Regions from separate parts of the Mus musculus genome. Here all the other regions are linked to region 2. Evidence: chromatin contacts called from public HiCAR-type and promoter capture Hi-C data. All regions are on one chromosome and are shown on one strand. Each heading gives the region's core, a stretch centred on a gene start, on an enhancer-like site or on the middle of the called end of the contact. The rest is flanking DNA. Distances are from core to core; before and after follow the strand shown.

The links. Promoter capture Hi-C pulls out the DNA fragments that hold promoters and counts their contacts. HiCAR-type assays count read pairs that join an accessible place to other places. Capture Hi-C pulls out chosen DNA fragments and counts their contacts.
Region 1: a contact with region 2 is called in a promoter capture Hi-C map of pre-B cells, with 3 times the contacts expected there. The contact joins the promoter of Mapk1ip1l here to the promoter of Naa30 in region 2. A contact is called at or near these places in 4 of 39 promoter capture datasets (cranial neural crest, hippocampal neurons, liver and 1 more), 1 of 484 Hi-C or Micro-C datasets (CD4 T cells) and 1 of 115 datasets of contacts at active chromatin or transcription factors (astrocytes).
Region 3: a promoter capture Hi-C map of adipose tissue shows a contact between it and region 2, with 2.6 times the contacts expected there. The contact joins the promoter of Dlgap5 here to the promoter of Naa30 in region 2. A contact is called at or near these places in 2 of 39 promoter capture datasets (embryonic stem cells and pre-B cells), 1 of 115 datasets of contacts at active chromatin or transcription factors (astrocytes) and 1 of 9 other capture datasets (adipose tissue).
Region 4: a promoter capture Hi-C map of pre-B cells shows a contact between it and region 2. The contact joins the promoter of Rnase6 here to the promoter of Naa30 in region 2. A contact is called at or near these places in 4 of 39 promoter capture datasets (cranial neural crest, hippocampal neurons, liver and 1 more).
Region 5: a contact with region 2 is called in a promoter capture Hi-C map of pre-B cells, with 4 times the contacts expected there. The contact joins the promoter of Gch1 here to the promoter of Naa30 in region 2. A contact is called at or near these places in 2 of 39 promoter capture datasets (hippocampal neurons and pre-B cells) and 1 of 115 datasets of contacts at active chromatin or transcription factors (embryonic forebrain).
Region 6: a contact with region 2 is called in a promoter capture Hi-C map of liver, with 3 times the contacts expected there. The contact joins the promoter of Ang here to the promoter of Naa30 in region 2. A contact is called at or near these places in 2 of 115 datasets of contacts at active chromatin or transcription factors (acute myeloid leukemia and embryonic forebrain) and 2 of 9 other capture datasets (adipose tissue and liver).
Region 7: a contact with region 2 is called in a HiCAR-type map of astrocytes, with 5 times the contacts expected there. The contact joins the promoter of Rnase11 here to the promoter of Naa30 in region 2. A contact is called at or near these places in 8 of 39 promoter capture datasets (the 3T3-L1 cell line, 3T3-L1-derived adipocytes, HPC-7-derived erythroid cells and 5 more), 1 of 115 datasets of contacts at active chromatin or transcription factors (astrocytes) and 3 of 9 other capture datasets (adipose tissue, embryonic stem cells and liver).

The regions. Positions count from the first base shown.
Region 1 is chr14:47,297,012-47,299,711 of GRCm38.p6, forward strand. Mapk1ip1l (mitogen-activated protein kinase 1 interacting protein 1-like) reads left to right here and starts at 1,263. Exons shown (of 4, transcript NM_178684.6): 1 at 1,263-1,394. Gm35078 reads left to right here. Exons shown (of 2, transcript XM_006519856.4): 2 at 972-1,394. The coding sequence ends at 1,377.
Region 2 is chr14:49,170,975-49,173,674 of GRCm38.p6, forward strand. It overlaps Naa30 (N(alpha)-acetyltransferase 30, NatC catalytic subunit), which reads left to right and starts at 1,272. Exons shown (of 5, transcript NM_027492.2): 1 at 1,272-1,403; 2 at 1,642-2,419. The coding sequence starts at 1,643.
Region 3 is chr14:47,416,969-47,419,668 of GRCm38.p6, forward strand. It overlaps Dlgap5 (DLG associated protein 5), which reads right to left and starts at 1,439. Exons shown (of 19, transcript NM_144553.2): 1 at 1,141-1,439.
Region 4 is chr14:51,127,762-51,130,463 of GRCm38.p6, forward strand. It overlaps Rnase6 (ribonuclease, RNase A family, 6), which reads left to right and starts at 1,276. Exons shown (of 2, transcript NM_030098.3): 1 at 1,276-1,403; 2 at 2,387-2,702. The coding sequence starts at 2,392.
Region 5 is chr14:47,187,824-47,190,691 of GRCm38.p6, forward strand. It overlaps Gch1 (GTP cyclohydrolase 1), which reads right to left and starts at 1,590. Exons shown (of 6, transcript NM_008102.4): 1 at 1,129-1,590. The coding sequence starts at 1,444.
Region 6 is chr14:51,094,590-51,097,289 of GRCm38.p6, forward strand. It overlaps Ang (angiogenin, ribonuclease, RNase A family, 5), which reads left to right and starts at 1,411. Exons shown (of 2, transcript NM_007447.3): 1 at 1,411-1,884. Rnase4 (ribonuclease, RNase A family 4) reads left to right here and starts at 1,411. Exons shown (of 2, transcript NM_201239.3): 1 at 1,411-1,884.
Region 7 is chr14:51,048,801-51,051,500 of GRCm38.p6, forward strand. It overlaps Rnase11 (ribonuclease, RNase A family, 11 (non-active)), which reads right to left and starts at 1,363. Exons shown (of 1, transcript NM_001011877.2): 1 at 651-1,363. The coding sequence starts at 1,295. The coding sequence ends at 717.

The DNA.
Region 1 (2,700 bases), core at 13-2,512, 1.9 Mb before region 2:
CTGTCCTGGAACTCACTTTGTAGACCAAGCTGGCCTCAAACTCAGAAATCTGTCTGCCTCTGCCTCTCAAGTGCTGGGATTAAAGGTGTGCGCCACCACGACCGGCTGAAAATCTGTATGTAGATTTAGATTTTGCTTTCTGGTATGTCAGTTTTGAGTCTCCCAGAAACAGAGGCCAGTCTCAAAAACCCAACACCTCTCATCTTACAGCAGTGGCTTATCAACCTTCCTAATACTGTGACTCTTTAATACCATTCCTCATGTTGTGGTAACCCCCAACCAGAAAATTAGTTCATGGCTACTTCATAACTGTATTTTTGCTACTGTTATAAATAATGTAAATATCTGATATTCGACCCCTATGAAAGAGTCGACGCCCAAAGGGTTCATAAACCACAGGTTGAGGCCACTATTCTTAATTTAAAACTTAAAGGGAATCAGAGATAGCTTATTCTGGACCCATTTTTGAATGATGATGGCACCAAAACACAAATTTAGGTTACCTCAAATTCCATGTCCCAACATGGAACCAGTATCACGAGGTTTTTAGTTTTACAGAACAGAGAACGCTATAAATCAAGGCAAAGTTTAAAACACACTGGTGGATGGATACATTGGAGGGTACATCAAGATAGAGGAAGCTTTTCTATACATCTAAGACATTATCCGATGACATTCTTAGCTTTTGGATTGGCAGAGGCTAGTTGCCTGTTAATAGACCTAAAAGGTTTTTAATCTTATTGCCACAAGATATTAGTTTTGACACAGAGGTGGCTATTCTGGAGGGCTAGCACTAGCCCAAGATAAGGTAATTAGCCCCTGGACCTGCAACATTCCAATCTTTCCACAGTACTGAAATTCCAACTTATACAACTCAGTCTCTGCAGACATATGCTTTTAAAAGTTTTCATTCGCAAGACCTTTAGAAAGACTTCCCTTTTCCCTCATCTCTTTACCCTCGATTTTAACAGGACTACTGACAGCCAGCTTGGAGCCTGTCTACAAAAACCTCTAAACACAGAGAATCCAAACTCCGCTTTCAGTCCCTGGGTTGCGGTGAGCATCACCGGCCAGGGGGTTTCCTTTGGGTCTTTTGGACTCAGGAAGCAGGGAAACCTTCCCGCGCTCCACCCAGAGGGAAACAGCCCAGGCTCCCGGAGCCACGCGGCCCTGCCTGCAGTTTCGTGGGCGGCCGGCTGGAGGCGCAGTGCAAGCTGGGCGGGGCGGGCGGAAATAACGGGCGGCCAGGTCGGCCTCCCCGCTTCCTTTTCCGGTGCCAGGAGGAGCCGTGTCGCTGTCGTCTCGGTCCATCAGGCCTTCAGCGGGTCTCCATTGCCCGTCTCTCTGGACTCACCGCCGCCACTGTGCCGCGCCTAGGACTCGGATCCTGCCGGGTGAGTCCGCTTGGGCGCCTGCGGCGGGGCGCGAGGCTGGCGGGAGACGATGCGAAGACGCGGGGTCCCGGGGGGCCTGGCGGCTCTAGAGCTTTCGATGGGGAGGGTCCCCCGGGAACCAGGCGACCGAGGGATCTAATGTCGCGCCCGTCGGGTTCCGGGGCGCCCACGTCATGCCAGGCTTGGGCGGGGGCGGGCGGGGGGTGAGGGGTTAGGCGGGAGCGGGCGACCCTCCCCCACATCCGCCTGCGTGACCGGCTGGGGGCTGGTTCGCTCCGGTTGATCCCGGATTCCCTTTGTTCCCTTAACCCTAAAGGGCAGCTTGTTTGTCCCCCACACCCCCCCCCCGTCCCCTTGCCCCTCCACCGGTATCCCAGCCACTAATTTCTAATAAAAACGACAGTGGAGGAGACCCGAATCCTTACAGCAAGGTCTGGCGCCTGATAATTCTGTGTGACAAGCTTCTCGCTGATCGTAATTACCCATTCTTTAAATGACTACGGGGGACAGAAGGTGCCATGGGCTGAGTGAGTGACGTTCTCCTTTGAGCTAGCTAGAACGCTTGAACCATTTTTTTTCCTCCCTGCCATGAAAACTGAAAGTAATGTTTTCACGAATCCTAAAGTTGAAGTATCTAAACCAGACCCCACCGTAGATGTGTAACAGCCTACTACAGAAACACACACGTGTTGCCCCCTCCCCCATGTGCGAAAGGCCTGTTTGGAGGCCAAACCCTCAGAAGCTGGAGTCGCCCTCGGAAGTCTTTGTTAGTGGCGCTCCTTGGGTGGGGAGGAGGGCAGTTTTTAGTCGTGGAGTATTGGAGCCACTCTCTAGAACACTTCCCTTCAAAAACTTTTTCCTGCAGCTGCCGAGGTTGGAATGTTCTTTTTGATTACAGAAGGAATCGGTGTCATCTTCATTCTCCCTACAGAGGTTGAGCGTTGGGCTCAGGAACCTTAGGAATTCAGCAATCTTGAGATTCTGTGACTGTTAACTATAGAGGAGCCCTAGACTCGGGGACTGTTAATTAGTAATATTTGCACAGGGTGAGCCTGTAGATAAGTGCTAGCCCGGCTTGCTACAAGGTCCTAAATTCAAGTCCCAAAACTTTAGGGAAGGAAAGAAAAAAATTCAGCAGTTGTAACTATTCAGACTATAGCGGGGAGTGGGTGGAAAATGAAATGGATAAATAATGTCGGGTCAGCTTTTGCCACCAAATAAGTTTGTGCAGTACTTAGGAAATTGCTTTTTTTTTTTTAGTTGCTCTCTGCTTTGAAAATAGACAAAGGTTTGTGGCCATATTGTA
Region 2 (2,700 bases), core at 22-2,521:
TTTGCTATGCAGCCCAGGCTTCCTTTGAATTCCATAGCTTTTTACTTTTGCCTTCTGAGTACTTGGATTCCAGACATGTGCTGACTACTGCAGCTCACTTTTTTTTTTTTTCAGTTTAGATTATGGCACAAAGTTGCAAACACCTGTCATAAAAGCCTATCTCTGAAAACATGAATCTTGGGCATACCTGACTAGCTCTATAAATCAGTTGAAATAAATAAAAAAGCTATCTAACACATTTTATTCTTTTTAAACTTGTTATGGGTGTTTGCCTGTATGTAGGCGTATCTGTGCACATTCCTGATGCCCTTGGAGGCCAGAAAAGGCTGTAGCCTCCCTTTGACCTGGGATTACAGACAGTTGTGAACTGCCATTTGGGTGCTGGGAATCTAACCCTAGTGTTCCTTACTGCTGACTCATCTCTTCAGCTCCTACAAGTTAATAAGTAACTTGATTAGTATGCGTGTGAGTTACTCAACTCTCAGATCAGATATGCAGAAAACTACCAGCTGTGGATTAGAGCAGAGGTAACCCACACGCTCAAAGTTTTTACACCTGCTTAGCATATCACATGGGAGGATCCCGTGAACTCTTACCAGGTGCTTCCCAACCTAACACAATTACAACCACAAATCAGGAGTACGCTTGTTAGCCGCCACCATCTCTGTCGCTTCCCCCAGTTGTTGCCTTTCGTTGTCCGGCACCTGTTTGTCACATTTATGCCTTCAATCTTTGGGGTGGAGGAATGGGGCAACAAGACTACTAGCCATTCTTTTGTCCCAACGGGGTAGGTAAAGGTTCTTCTTCTTCTTTTTTTTAAATTGCAAAATGCTATCTTCACAGCTCAATGTTTTAAATTCCCTCTAATTCGCGGTCCAGGCCGGGATTTGCTGCCTTTGTAGCCGGCGCTCCCTGCCCCACGCGCCAGGTCAGAGCAAAAGTTGTAACAGTACAGCTGCATAAAGGCACTAGAGGTTGGATGTCAACAGCCAGCAGCTCCCAGGGCACCTAGCCCTGCCCACCCGGGGAGGCTGCGGGGCGAGTTCCGCAGGAACCTCTGGAACCCCAGGCTAGAGCCCCACCCCCGGCACGCGGCCTCCCGGAAGCCCTCCGGAGACACCTCGGGCCCCGCCCCTGCACAGGTCACCTCCCTCCACGCCCCCTTTTCTGGCCCGGCAGCCGGCAGGCAGGGAAGTGTCGTAAAGCTTGGCCCAGGAAACTTTACCCGGGGTAACAGGCGAGGCGCTTTACGGCGGCGGCGGCGGCCGGGTGAGAGGCTCGGCAGCGGCGGCGACAGCGGTGGCGGTGGTGGCGGCGGAGCGGCCGCGGCGGTGAAGGCGACTGCGGCGCGGCGGTGGCTGAGGGAGAGGAGCGGCGGAAACGGCGGCGGGGAGCGGCGCGGGGTGAGCCGCGAGGAGGGGCGGGTGGGAGGCGGTGACACGGCCGGCGGCGGGGCTCGGGCGGCCAGGGACGGTGGCCGGCGCGGCGGCGTGGGGGCGGCGCGGCGTTGGGGACACTCGGTGAGGGACGGTTTCTGCCTTTGTTCCCCCCGCCTCGGCCGCCCCCGGCCCGCCAGTCCGCGCTGCCTGGCGCCGGTCGGCCGCCTCTCATGGCCTCCTCTCTCGGCTGTGTCGCTTCTAGGATGGCGGAGGTACCGCCTGGGCCTAGCAGCCTCCTCCCACCACCAGCGCCTGCGGCCCCAGCGGCGGCGGAGCTCCGCTGCCCGTTCCCGGCGGGGGCCGCGCTCGCTTGCTGCAGCGAGGACGAGGAGGACGACGAGGAGCACGAAGGCGGCTGCGGGAGCCCAGCGGGCGGCGAGGCGGCGACCTCGGCCAAGGCGCGTTCTTGCCTTCGCTGCCCGCAGCTGCCTCCGGAGCAGCAGCAGCAGCAGCTCAACGGCTTGATCGGCCCAGAACTGCGACACCTCCGGGCCGCGGCGACCCTCAAGAGTAAGGTTCTGAGTGCAGCGGAGGCGGCCGCCCCCGACGGGGCCTCCAAAGTGACTGCCACAAAAGGAGCCGAGGGACACCCGGGGGAGAGACCTCCCCACTCGGTCCCCAACAATGCAAGAACTGCACTCCCCGGCCGGTCAGAGGCAGCGGCGGCGGCGGCGGGGGCGGCGAGCGACCCCGCTGCGGCCCGAAATGGACTGGTGGAGGGCACCGAGCAGCAGGAGGAGGAGGAGATGGACGAGCAGGTGCGGCTGCTGTCTTCGTCTCTGACCACCGGCTGCAGTTTAAGGAGCTCCCAGGGCAGGGAGGCCGAGCCCGGGGAGGATCGGACGATACGATACGTCCGATATGAATCTGAGCTCCAAATGCCTGATATCATGAGACTGATCACCAAAGATCTGTCTGAACCCTACTCCATTTATACGTATAGATATTTTATCCACAACTGGCCACAGCTGTGTTTCTTGGTAAGTGGATGGAATGAAAACAGGGTGAGCCCAGCAGAGATCCAGGCCACTCGGGGCAGGGAGTGTGAGGGCCCGGAGTGTGGCCGTGGATGTATCCTTCATTTTCATAGTACCTTACAGATGGGAGGCGCGAAGGTGCGCACTTTTCCCAGGTATTCCGTGGAACTGTGTGGAAGGTAAGAGCTCGTGATCTGGGTTATCTTGTGACTTTTGGAACAGCAGCAATCCTGTGCAGAGCATGTTTCACATGGGGGCTGTCTTACATCCTGTTTACATTAGCT
Region 3 (2,700 bases), core at 189-2,688, 1.8 Mb before region 2:
TGATGAACACACTCCTGTGACTTTAACACCTGGCTAAAGCTGGCCTGATAAATACTGTGCAACCACAGTCGGAAAACCAAAACAAGAGGGCCTGCTCATGGTCAGTCGGTCTCAGCTCCAAAGGAGGCTGGTGGGAGCTATGTGAAACCTTGTTTTAATCCTCTCCCCACCAAAAGAAAAAAAGGAAAAGAGAGAAAGTGTCAAACACAACTACTAGAGAAAGAGTTTAAGCAAAACTTGTTAACACGGTTGTCTTAGACAGGGTGTCAATTGCTGCAACAAAACACCATGACCTAAAAGCAAGTTGGGGAGGAAAGGGCTTATTCAGCTCACACTTCCACTTTGCTATTCATCATCAAAGGAAGTCAGGACTGGAACTCAAGCAAGGCTGGAACCTGGAGGCAGGAGCTGGTGCTGAGGCCACAGAGTGACCCTTCTTACTGGCTTGCTTCACTTTCTTACAGAACCAAGGATTGCAGCCCAGGGATGGCTGCCACCCACAAGATGCTGGGCCCTTCCCCATTAATCATTAACTGAGAAAATGCCTTACAGCTGGACCTCATGTCGTCATTTCCTCAACTGAGGTCCTTCTTCTCTAATGGCTTGTGTCATGGTGATGGTCAAGTGGACCTCTCAGGTCAGCTCCCCTGCCTGTGCACTCATCTTAAGATTCTCCGTCTAATACTTACAGCAGGTTAGAGAGAAATGACAGCGTCTTCAGGAAAAGCAGAATCCACTGACACTTGTGGGCTATTTTGGGAGGTTACTAGCATACAGGTCGGGTAGAGTCTCATCTCTAATACGCTGTCAATGCTTTAGGATAATCTACATTTTTCATGCCAATTTTTTCCAAAGGTTTTTTTTCTTGTTGTTTATGTGTATGTCTATTTCTGTGTTGGGGTGGATGCATACTGGTGTCCAGTAGAGGGTGTCGGACCTCTTGACGCTGGAGCTACAAGGAGTTTGTGACCTGCCCTACGTGGGATGCTGGGAAGCTAACTCTGCAAACAAGTGCTCCTTCCTAACTGTTGAGCCATCTCACCTAGGCCATTTTTAAATTTTTTCGGGACAGTCTCGTCCCAGGCCATTCTCGAGCTGGTATGCAGCCACGGAGGACCTTGAACTCTTGATCCCACTTACCTGAAGCAGTTTCTGGATCCACAACAATGTCGCAACACAGAAAACTCCACCGATCCGCAGAAGGAACTCCCGGACCGACCCTTCACGGAACTGAAATTTCCCGCTGCCAGCCGCTGATTGGAGGGACTTTTGCCAACACTTCCGGAAGCTCCCGCCCCTTCCCCTCGAACGAGGCTTGCGATAGGTTGGTTCTGTGCGACATTTAAATTGTTTGGAAGGCAAAGGGTTGGGAGCGGGAGGGCGAGGGGGAGGAGGGAGGCGGTAAACCCGCTAGGCGTGGCAGCGACACACTATAAACTCAGTGGGGCGGGCCGCACTTGTTGGCTCTTCAGGCCGGTTTTCTTCTTTCCTTTTAAACGTGTTTGTTTGTTTGTTTGTTTGTTTTGGTTTTTAAGACAAGGTCTCACTATGTCTGGGAACTCACTATGTAGACAAGGCTGGCCTCGAACTCACCGAGATGCTCCTGCCTGTCACTGAGTGCTGCTGGGATTACGGGCTGAGCATCCACGCTAAAAAAAGGCAAAGGTTTTAAGTTAAACGAGATCATTTATTCCATTTCTCCTTCTTTTCTAAGGCAAAATTAACGTCTGCCTTAGAAATCAACTGAGATTTCTAACAGACACATAAACGAAGGCACACATCCCATGAGATATCAAGAAAACAAAAACGCCTGGGCCAGGACAGCTGTGCTGACCATGTGTTTGTAGACTGATCGGTATCCAGTAGACACCGGGAAGATAAATTAGGAAAGAGTTTGTAAGTTTGGCTTTTGCTTTTTCCCTGCCAACATCTTGGGAAAGAGGACCAGCTGCCTGCAGCTCTATAGCAGCACTGAGACCTCTGGGACATACAAAGAGAAAGATGAAGATAGGTAACTGACATAATATTCATGGTTATGTTAGATCTGATGGGGGAAAGAAACACCAATTTCGCGAGTGGCTGATTAAAGCAAGCTATATCTGATTAAAGCAAACTGGCCAGCCAGCTGCGGTCTCCCAAAGTGGAGATTTCAGAGAGCAGCCCCTCACTGGCTTTTGAGGTTCTTTTTATGGGAATGGGTCAGGGTTGCTAAAAAAAAAAAAAAAAAAAAAAAAAAAAGAGCCGTTGGAGATAACTGACTCTTAGTGCCTTTAGCATCTGGGCCAGCGGGAGAGTGAGCCACTCGGGGTTCAAGGCTACCTATGGGGTAGATAAATGCAAGAACACAGCATGTGGAAGGGGAGTCATCACAGGTGTTCAGGAACTTAACAAGGCAAAGGGGTGGGCGTACATCATGGGGTCACAAGTTCAGCATAGGTTGAAAAACATGGTTTGCAGGAAACAAACCTGTTCTTGTAAGGTGTTAAAAGACACCTTAAGACGTAGTAACAGTGTGTGACAATGTGGTTCCTGTTTGGGTTTCACTGTTGTTTTAAAATAGCTGAGACTGGGGGCTGGAGAGTTGCTTGGCAGTTGAGAGCACTTTCTTGCCCTGGCAGAAAACCCAGGCACCCACGTGGTGGCTCACAACTCTCTGTAACTCCAGTTCTAAAAGATCCATCACATTCTGACCTCTGTGGG
Region 4 (2,702 bases), core at 26-2,525, 2.0 Mb after region 2:
GGCCCTGCAGAAGGAGGGGTCTGTGTTGATGTCTGTGGCCCATGATATCACCAAAGGCTGTGTGGCTGTCTCTGGTCTAGACTGCCACCTGGGACTAGGCTATGCTAAGCTGATCCTATCCCTCACTTGGGCAGTGTGGGAGAGGGCTCAGGCCTTCATCAGCTGCAGCTCAAATCAGCTCCCTCCCCCACCATATGGAGAAGCACAGTAGAACTGGCCCTGGTTTTAAGGATTGTGGGTGACCTGGGCCCCAAGGGTATGAGTGCAGAAACACTGGCTGTCCTCAGGGGCCATCTGTTGGTGTGGGCGTGGGAGAGATGCCTCCCCTCCCCCGACTGCTAGCCACCTGAAGCAGATAGGAGAGCTGGCCCCACCCCTTGCCAGCTGTAGCATTTGGAGAGCACCCTAAACCTTGCCTGGGCAGTACAGTAGATCTGGCCAAGTTGGTGTGAGCAAAGGAGAGCTATTAGGCTCACCAACTCAGCTACTACCCAGGCCCAGATCCAGGGCTTTGAGTTTGCCCACCCTTACATCTACCCTATCTATGGCAGAGCACATGAAGGGGCAGGTCCTCCAGAACCATAGCTGCAAGATCTCCAGGACTCATGGCAATAACAGGATATCCCAGAGGAGTCCCAGTGAGGATCCAGTATTGATAGTTTAGCAGAAGCCAGAGTCCCCAAACCAGACCAAAGACTCACTGCAATGAACATCTGCAAGTAAAGATGTTTGGACAAAAGGGTCTACTGTGGCACATACTGTTATACACTCTGTGAGATGTTTGTTTTCTTTCCGTGGGGAAGGTGCAAAGGTGGAGTGCGGATACGGAGGGATGAGTGACGAGAGGGATTGGGTGCATGATGTGAAATTCTCAAAAAATCAATTAAAAGTTTTTTTTGTTGTTGTTTTTTTTTTAAAGCTATTTTTAAAGATGCGTATGGGGTAAAGGAACTATATGAATGTAATTGCAGGTGCCCAAAGAGGCCAAAAGCACCAGCTATATATATATATATATATATTTTTTTTTTTTTTTTGTTAAAAAAACCTAAAATCATAGGGCTTCAAAAACGGAAGCTACAGTGAAAAAGGAAGTGCTAAGCCCACAGCAAGTGATCAGGTCCTTAAACCTCTGAGCTTTGAGGCTACTTGGTTTTTGAGTTGAGTTTGTTCTTCCTCTTCGCTGACATTGGAACTGTTAAAGAGCTCACTAGGAGGTGGAGAGTCTTACCCCACTGTACTTCTGCAAAATCTAAGGTTTCTCTTTCATAGGCTTAAAAATAAGCCTTCCTGTGCCCCACCTAGGCAGCTGTGACCGGCTTGAAGAAGAGAAACAAACAAAATATTCTGAGCCTGGGACGGATCATCTGGCCCTGTTCACCATAGGAGCCCAGCACAACCAGCAGGTAAGAGAGGTGCTTCAGGCCCCTGGCCAGGCAGCGGAGTTGTCTGGGAAATGCCAACTGGAGAGGGAAGATAAACATGGACCAAGGGATGACAGGTGGAAGCTGCAGCGGGAGGATGGGGGGTGTTACTGCAGGTATCATACAGGGAAGGGAACCCCACGAAGAGATAAGAGTGAAGATTGGGTACAAATTGACTGGATCGGACTTCTGAGAGTCTAATAACAGGCGGTTTATTCCCAGTGTATTTAAACCCAGTATAATTTGGAAAAAAAAGTTTCCTGGCATAATTCAATCTCTGATGCACAAGGAACTGTAGTAACATTGAAACTCAACTCAGGGTAGTGTCATTTCTTCAAAGAAATAGGTTCTAAAGATAAGCTACCTGTACTAGCTTAAGGGCTTAAAGGTCTGGCCTGGTTTCAGGCATACAGAGAGCATAGAGGTCATTTGGGTCATTAGTCAATTCTGGTCCTTGTTATGGAACCTTGGGGGAGCCTCTGACTGTAAGAGTCATTTATATTAAGAGCAACCTTCAGTCCTGGTTGCAGGAGCTTCATATAGCTGGCCCAACCGATAACACAGGTCACCAGAATGTTAACCACTTCCAGTTGTCAGCTTTCTGGATGGAAGGTCGGGGGTTTTCCTCTTTCCCACTGGAAAGACAATCTTGTGTGCTTAACATTTCTGGTTTCTCTGAAGATCTGTGGATGCACGGGCATTTGTGCTGTGATCCCAACAGGAAGCATTCATGTATGAATTTAGGTCAAAGAGGATGAGAGGTGACAATCAGGCCAGCCTACTCGTCTCTGACCTCCTTATTGGATTTCAAATTTTTCATAGAATTTGAATATGAGACTAGCTTACTTCATTTTTTAGGAGCTATGAAATCATAAAAGGAAGGGGGAAAAATCAAGCTAGTTGTGATAGATACGTTTGCTCTTATTGCTTCTTCTATCACCACAATCTTCCTTTTCCCTACACAGAAAACATGGTGGTAGACCTTCCCAGGTACCTTCCTCTCCTATTGCTGCTTGAGCTGTGGGAGCCGATGTATCTACTTTGCTCTCAGCCTAAGGGTCTCTCCAGGGCACACTGGTTTGAAATTCAGCACGTACAGACAAGTCGTCAACCATGCAACACAGCCATGCGCGGTGTCAACAATTATACCCAACACTGTAAACAGATAAACACCTTTCTGCATGAATCTTTCCAGAATGTGGCTGCTACCTGCAGTTTGCACAATATCACCTGCAAGAACGGTCGGAAGAACTGCCACGAGAGCGCAGAACCTGTCAAGAT
Region 5 (2,868 bases), core at 340-2,839, 2.0 Mb before region 2:
GTTTCCTTTGGGGCCCCACCCTTCTCAGGCTCTGATCTCCCACCCTTCCTTTGAGGTCGAGGAAGGTTTGGCAGAAATAATTGTTCTTTCTAGGACGGGTCCCCATGCTCTCAATGCCTTCAGGAACAGACAGGATTACTACCTTTCAAAGCAGTGTGGTTTGTTTTTGGTTTTTTGTTTTTTCCGTGTGTAATGGTGGAGGCAAAGACACACGTCACAGAGATGCCCAGATGTAAACTGGAAATGAGGCCTTTGAACTCAGCCAAAGGAACCAGAGCTTCTTTTTTATAAAGGCCAACACTGCTTAACCAAATAGGCAGCAAGGCCCTGCTTTCCACTTCCTCTTCACCCTGCCTCTGTACCCACAGCAACTGCCTCGTCACTGGCTGGGAAAGACTTGATGCCAGCAGGCTCAGACTGTGGATTTTAGGCGGCGGGGGTGGAGGTGGGTGGCTAGGAGGGCAAAAGCACGGAATCCCAGGTCCAGTGAACTTCAACCATCAGAGTATCAGCGCGGGGGTGGGGTGGAGTGTCCCTTTATTCTTTGAGGGAGCAAACATTAAAGACTTTCAGCAATAATGCTAGCTCAAGAAAAGTCCACACCTCAAACTGCTAGGAAGTCCGAATCCAGAATTGTGCCAAATTTTGGTGTAAAGTCCTAAGCTAGAGTAGTTGGATGCAAATTCCAGTTCTCTGAAGTTCCCTACCCCATTACAAGTACCTAACTTTACTTGGCTCACGGGGTGTAACGGAAACCTGGCTTCACCCAAAAGCAAGACGCGTCCCATCAACAAGTGTCCACGGGATCCTTGCGGGGGGGGGGGGGAACGGTGGATGCTGCACGTGCCTAATCGCGTTCTGAGCGCTGGGGTAAGAGGGTCTCACATCCCTTCCCGCCCCGGAGTTCAGTGTAGTGGCTATGCATTCACCCTCCCCAGAGCCCTGAGTGCCAGCCAGGAGGGACCCTCGCCTCCGCCAGGTGGAGGCTCTGGGGCCACAGCTGGGACCGGGACCTGACAACTTGGCTCCCTGCGCCAAAAGTGAAGCAACTCGGGAAAGTTCCCGGAGCTGCCCACGCTTCCTGAAGCCGCCTCCTGGCGCCCAGCACACCCCGGCGCACGCACGGACCTGAGATGGTCTCCTGGTATCCCTTGGTGAAGTACTGCATGGCGGTGGCCGCCCTCCAGGGCGTCTTGAGCAGCCCCTGCCGCTGGGGGTCCTCGCCCAGCGAGAGCAGAATGGACGAGTAAGCGGCCGCCAGTTTGGGGAGGTTCACCTGGTTTTCCTCCTCGCTGCGGTGCCGCCCTGCCTTCCAGGCGTCGGCCGGCTGTGCGCCCTTGGCCTCGGGCGGCCGGGACTTCTCGGCAGGCGGGCTGGCCCCGGGCCGCGGCAGCTCCCGCTCGGAGAACCCATTGGTGCACCTGACTCCCCGCGGCTTCTCCATGGACCCGGCGCGACCGCTCCCGAGACACCCTAGGGTGCTAACAAGCGCTGCGGCTCAGCTTAGCCGGCGGCCGTAACCTGTGGCCGTCACCCGGACTGGGGCTCAGCACCTAGGGACACTCTCGGAGTCTAGGGCAGTCGCCGGCTGGGGAGCCCCGCCGCGCCTCTCTTTTTATGGCAGGGCGACTCGGCCGGCGCCGCGAGATATTTTCATTGGCCGGAGCCTCTTGCGTCATGGATCTCTCCCCGCCCCTGAGCCCCGCCCTCCTGGGTGGCCCCTAAACCCCCGCAGTTACACAAGACAAGCTTCTGGTTAGACCCCCTCGACTTATAAAAGGAAGAACTGAGTCTACAAAAAGCCAAGAATCCGGGGAGCTGGAACCTCCGAGATAGAAACACCGATTCTCCCTCACTTTCCACCGGAAAAGGGGGCGTGTTCGCAAAAATGCTGTGGTCTAGTTGCCCTGAGAAAGATGAGCTAACTAACAGGTGACCTTGCTGGGGCAGGCAGGGTGGAGCAAATATTCTGGTGATAAGCAACCTTGTGCTCTTTTTTAAATATTTTTTTTCTTTTTAGCTTTTTTTTTTCCGAGATTACAATAATTTCCTGTCTGTTTTCCCTTTCTTCCTTCCAAACCTTCCCAAATACCTTCACCCCGCCCCCCCCCACACCTTGTTCTCTTTTACATTCAGTCTCTTTTTTTAACAGTTCTTATGTATGTATGTATGTGTGTTTCTAAATATATAAATACAACTTGCTCAGTCTGGTTAATGTCTCTTGTGTGTATACATTTTCGGGGCTAATCTGGTATTGGTGTTCTCTGTCCTAGGGAAGATTACCTCAGTCTAAGCATTCCTCGGTCACCTGTGGCTCTTTGTCTAGGGTGAGGGCTCACGAGTCGTTGTCCCACACACCCTCACCCCCATCCTTGTTTATACTTCTACTGGAGTCATTCTTTTTTTTGTTTTTTTTTTTTTTGTTTTTTTTTTTTGTTTTTTCGAGACAGGGTTTCTCTGTATAGCCCTGGCTGTCCTGGAGCTCACTTTGTAGACCAGGTTGGCCTCGAACTCAGAAATCCACCTGCCTCTGCCTCCCAAGTGCTGGGTGTCATTCTTTTGTTGTGCTTTGTTTTACTTTTTGAGACCAAGTCTCACAGTGCAGCTCTGTCTGGCCTGGAGTTCTCTATGTCGACCACCAGGAAGGCCTTTAATTCAAATGATCTGCCTGCCTCACACTTCCAAACGGTGGGATTAAAAGCATGAGCCCTGCCTCTCTCCTGCTTTAAAGACTGGAGAAGTTGTGACTTGAAAATTGTTCAGTCGTTTAAAATGTATACAACACACACACCTGCCACTCTAGAAAACCCTCTGGCCTCTCTCAAGGCATGAGTTATGGTGCATGGCACTCACCGGAGTCCCCTATGC
Region 6 (2,700 bases), core at 161-2,660, 1.9 Mb after region 2:
ACAAAAGCTCATTGGTGAAGGCAAACTAACTGATTTCAGAACTTTTTGCAGGCAAGTGTAGAACACTCCCAGGTTCATTGCAACACCTCCAATGACCTCATCAGACCCCAGGGGAAGCATCTTCCAGCTCCCACAGCCAGAGATTGCTCGGCTTAGCAATCAAGTTTATTTAATAACTGCTACCAAATCTTGCATCTCTGAACCTTTAAAGAGAAGCCCAGAATGTTTTTCGTGGTTAGAGGCTCTAGATCAGTTGATGAGGACTTATGTGTCAGTCACTGAGAATATAGAAATGAGTAAGTAAAAATTCTTCTCTGGAAAGGATCCACCCAATGGAGAGACACTGAGATTAACTAACTTAAAGGAATGTTGGCAGCCCATTTCTTCAGTTACACCAACGGAAGTGAATCCAGATCCATCCCGACCGTACTGTGGGTCCTTTATACCAGTGCAGTCTTCCCCAAGTGTTCCCAAGTCCGGGTGTGAACATGTCTGCAAGTCAGCGCCCCAAAGCTGCCTGCTTGCATTTTTGCTGCTTTCTGAGGGTTCCCTGTTCCTGCCACACAGAGGACCAGCCTTGCTGAGGGAGTCTGAAGATGCTGGAGTGCTGAATTCTTCCTCCTGCTACGGCGAGTCAGCTGATGCTCTCGTTTTTTTTTTTTTTTTTTTTTTTTTGTGCCCAGACTCACCTCAGACATCCCCAGCACGCTTCCACACAGTGAGAGATGCTTTGCCCCTGCCTCCACCTCTACTCCGCTGACAACCTGTAGGTCTCCCATCCCTATTTTTGCTTTTAGAAATTAGTACAGCTTAAATCACACATAAATATCTACACAATGATGGAGCAAAATCTAGAAATTGACAAGGAGCTAAAATATTGCAACTTTGCCCTATATACAAGATAAATGTATGGCAACTTTTAAAATTGTATGTATTTATTTATCTGCATGTATGTCTGTGTACCACACATATGCAATGCCCAGGGAGACCAGATGAAGGCATCACTACATATGGTTGGGAACTGCCATGTGGGTCTGAGAACTGAACCTGAGTAAGTGCCTGCAACCACTGAGCGATCTGTCCAGCCTTGAAGATGAATCTGTTAGAACAATTCTAGTAGATTTCTTCACTACCTCACTGTGTACTTTCTGGGTTTTAGAAGTCTGACCCCGTGGCTTGTCTACTCTTCGATCTTAGAGTTACCTCATAAGCAGAGCAGACATGCATAATTTCTTCTGTACTTGGTTCCCATAATGCTTAGATGTAGACAGCTGGTTTTGCAACTGTGCTTTAAAGAACAGGAAGCTGAGTAGCCATAAATATATATTCTTTTTTCTCCAGAGGATGGACAGAGGGAGGAGGAGCCCAGGAAGTGCTGTGTGTATTTCTGGGGGTTGGAGAGGTGGGGGCACAGTTGCCTCACTCCTTCCTTTAGACTTCTTTCAAAGTAGTTCCTGAAGTTGGCCTGAACGTCAGGGATAATATGTTTTTGGATCTATGGCATATGCACAGTGAAACTTCAGTCCTACCCTGAGCAAGGATAAGGACCATACACATAAGGAAAGAGGCAGCTTAGGAACAAAAGGCCGTGCTTAGCAAACATTATCATTGCTGAAAGAGATGTGTGGTCCACCAGGTGGTTAATATTTGACCCAGGCATGCTCAGGGGAAAGGTGAATGACTCCTTGTTTGCCCATGATTAGTGGCCTTGGTTTACAAGTCGCTGCCAAAGTAAAGATCCTTAGATAGGTTCTCCCCACCCCGTCACATGAGCACTGTATATTACCAGCCTGTGAGGAGCCTCTAGCTTCACACCGCAGGACCCTGTCTCCAGGAGCACGCAGCTGGACACATTCCCAGTCGGAGGAAAGCTGGCCAGCTTTGGTAAGATTCTTCCTTGTGGGTGTTCAACTCTCTGCTTCTTTTCCTCTGTGCTCTTTCTAGCAGTTCATCTATTTTAGTGAAACTGACTAACACCCCTTACGCTTTCTGGACTCAAACTTGCACATTAAAAAGAAAACGAGTAAGAGTTAAAATTTAAAATGAAAACAGGATTATTTGGTGTGGTTTGTATCTGGGAAGCAATTAATGGGATTTCGATCAAGGAGATGGAGATATAGGAGGGTTTCTTCAATTGTGATTAAAAGCCCCCAAAGGCTTAGGAAGCCATTTGCAGAAGGGCATGTGATCTGTCGTGTTTCCTCCATAACAAGCTTGGCTTGGCAGGAATAATAAGGAAAACCCCGAGTCTGGTGGTGGTGGTCCACACCTTTAATTTCAGCACTGGGGTGGTAGAGGCAGGCAGATCTCTGAGTTCAAGGCCAGTCTGGTCTATAAAGTGAGTTCCAGGACAGCCAGGGCTACCCAGAGAAAGCCTGTCTCCAAAAAGAAAAAGGAAAGAAAAGAAAAGAAAAAAAAAAAAAAAAAAAAAAAAGGAAAACCCGGAATCAGGAAGTACTTTCAGCAGTATTTCCTACTCAATTCTTTCCTAAAAAAAAAAAAGAAGGAAGAAAAAAGAAAAAGTTATGGACGCTCCTTAAAAACAAAGAGGAACATGAACCAAGATCAAAAGATGCTAGGTTGAGGGGAGAAAGGAGGAAAGACAGGAGGAAGACCAGGCACAGGGTGTTCTAGTCCAGTTGGACTGTTATGAAGATACACAAAGTAGGGAGAGTATACCTAGGAGAAGGGTGTTTATCA
Region 7 (2,700 bases), core at 113-2,612, 1.9 Mb after region 2:
ACATTTGCACAACAATGAATAACAACCTGGTAACGGTCTGTGCTTCATGCACTGTTAACTCTGCGGGCTTAAGATTGGTAGAGAAAGCATCAAGATGGAAGATAACCCTGCTTGAAACTTGCCATATACTTGACACATCACTACCTCTATTTCCTATAATTTGCCTCTCGGCAGGCACAGCTCGTGAGTAGCCAGACTTTACCTAGCGGTGACAGGAGCTTTGCTTCCTCTTTGCAGTGGTCCTGAGATAGCAACAGGGGAATGCAGGTTGTACAGTGCTGGATCTGTTGATGCCGAGACGTCTCCCCGAGGACAAGCCACCACAGCTGGGTGGCAGGCAGGCGTGTTCAGGGGCACACACATGCTCACTATCCTTGGAAGAGCAGGACTGAGTATGTACCTCACCCTCATTCACACTATCTGACCTGGAGTTTCTCTCCTTACCTTTGTCCACTTGGGCAAACTCAGCTCTGGGGTAGCTTGATAGTTAAACCAGGAAGGAGTTCAGGTTGTGGGAACAAGAGTGAGAGCGGGAAGATGAGTGTGTGTTCTAGGGTCAGCTACAAGTTTTAATTAATTTGTGCTGCTACTTTGTTTCGCTCATCCGGTTAGTACCAATAGTGTTCACCACGTACTAAAGGAAAGATGTGTGAGGCAGAAGGAGAGAAGCAACAATGACCTTGAACTTGTCCTTCTTTAGTCCCAAAGCCTGTGACTTACAATTTACAGCCACTAACTAACCAGCTCATCAGAGAATTGCTGGCCAGCACTGTCAGGATTTTCTTTAATGAGGTGATGCTGTGCTCATGGGACCTGAGGCACTGGTGGCCTGCAAGGACCTTGCACGTGGTACGCTCCAGTCCTAGGCTCCCACTGCTGCTTGGCTTGGGTGTTTGTTCACACTTCCCTCGGGTGGCCTTGGGAATTCTGAGGCTCACATCCATGGAGCCATGTATAAAGTCATTGCCCAACTGACAGGATGCATTCCCGTCTACCTCGGTTCTCCAGACTCTTAGGCTGTTTACACAGTTCCTGCCATCTCTCATAGTATTTCCCTTGGGGATAATAAAAGATAGCCTTCTGGGTGTTAGGGGTGTGGCAGACATCACATGTTTGGATATGCTGAGGCCAGTATTTTTGTCTGACAGGGTTGAGTTTGCTGATTCCTCTAGAGTCTGTTTTGCAGCAGGTTGCATCTCTTCCTGTGAAAATTGTTCTGTGGTCCCCTTCATTCTGCTTTCTGAAGGCTTTGCAAGAAGCAGTCCAAGGGCGAGCAACAGCAGAAAGACTGCCATCTTGTAAGTATGGTGATCTTGTCTGCAGTAAAGATAAAAGGAAGGAGAATGCAGGGCAGATGTTTTCCTTTTTTGTGAGGGTAACTATTCTTAGTAGCAACCTCTAAACATAAGACTCCCACAGATATAGTTGAAATATGACATAGCAAGATGACAGTCCCTTGAGCAACCTGAGCAACAATGTTAAAATCTCCACTTACAATCATTCACTCTATCTATTTAACCTTAGTTTACCAATCTGAAGAAAAAACAAAATGACGAACAAAGACATAAAACCCATGAGCTAAATCTAATGTGCAGGGACCAAGCATCTTTCTCTTTTCTGCTCTTGCTGGAGGGGTCTACAGTCTCCATGTAGGTTAAAGCCATCTCACACCTCACTATTGCTGTCTCTTACTGCCCACACAGGACCTGGCTCTGGGTGCCATGTGAACAGGCACAGACAGTAACCTTTCTCTATTCCCTGGCTTCTTCGCCACCCATTCTCAGTCACAGATCTCTCTTTACCAGTTCCTTTGACAAGATGATGCTGCCGAGAAAGAGTCCAGCTTCTTGCAGGGCTGGAAGTGACACTGTGTCTCATAGTCAAAGATTCTGCTATTGGGTCTGACCAAGGGGAGGAGGGGCAAGAAAGGGGTAGAGAGATGTGTGTGGGCTTGATGAGGAATCCAGAAGCCAAGAACACTCAAGGGGAACTGGACAGAGTGTGTTTGTGGCAGTCTGAACCTGGAGCCCGGGAAGCACCCTGCTTGCTCTTCCTTCTGCGAAGTCTTCCTCGCCATTTCCTTTAATCCCAAAGTATTTATTGTTTCCCTCTCTGAGAGCCGACTGCACATCTTTCTTTATGTTTCACTGTGTCCAGTCTTTTCACTGTCTGGTTAGGTGACAGGTACGACCCACACTCTTGTAAGGCTGACAACTCCCTGATCCTGAAACATCCTTTCTGACCACTGCTAGAGGACACACGGACCTGCGCTGACATCACATCCGAACTGTCAGCAGCATAGCATGAGTAGTCAACGTGAAGATCTTTAGTATTGTCAGTGCTAGACATTCCATAGTACGAGCCCCAGAAAAGATGATTATTTGTGTTGATAATTCTCTCTTACACTCTAAAATGATTTTTACCCTTTTCCCCCCCCTCCCCTTTAAAAGTTTCTCCTACCCATGTGCGTTCTGCACTGTCACCTCGCCTCCTTTGTCATCCCACCCTGTACCCCAACCCCATTCTGTAAAACATCACTTGAAAGACACTTTCTTGGACCTCTCAACACTTCTCTCCTTCCCTCCAGGAACAGAGAACGCCCGCCCCTGAAGGCTATGAGCCAAACCTTTGCTGTTCTCATTCCAGTCAGGACTTAGAGCTTCCCTTGTGATTTTGCTGAACAAAGCAGTCCTGATCAAT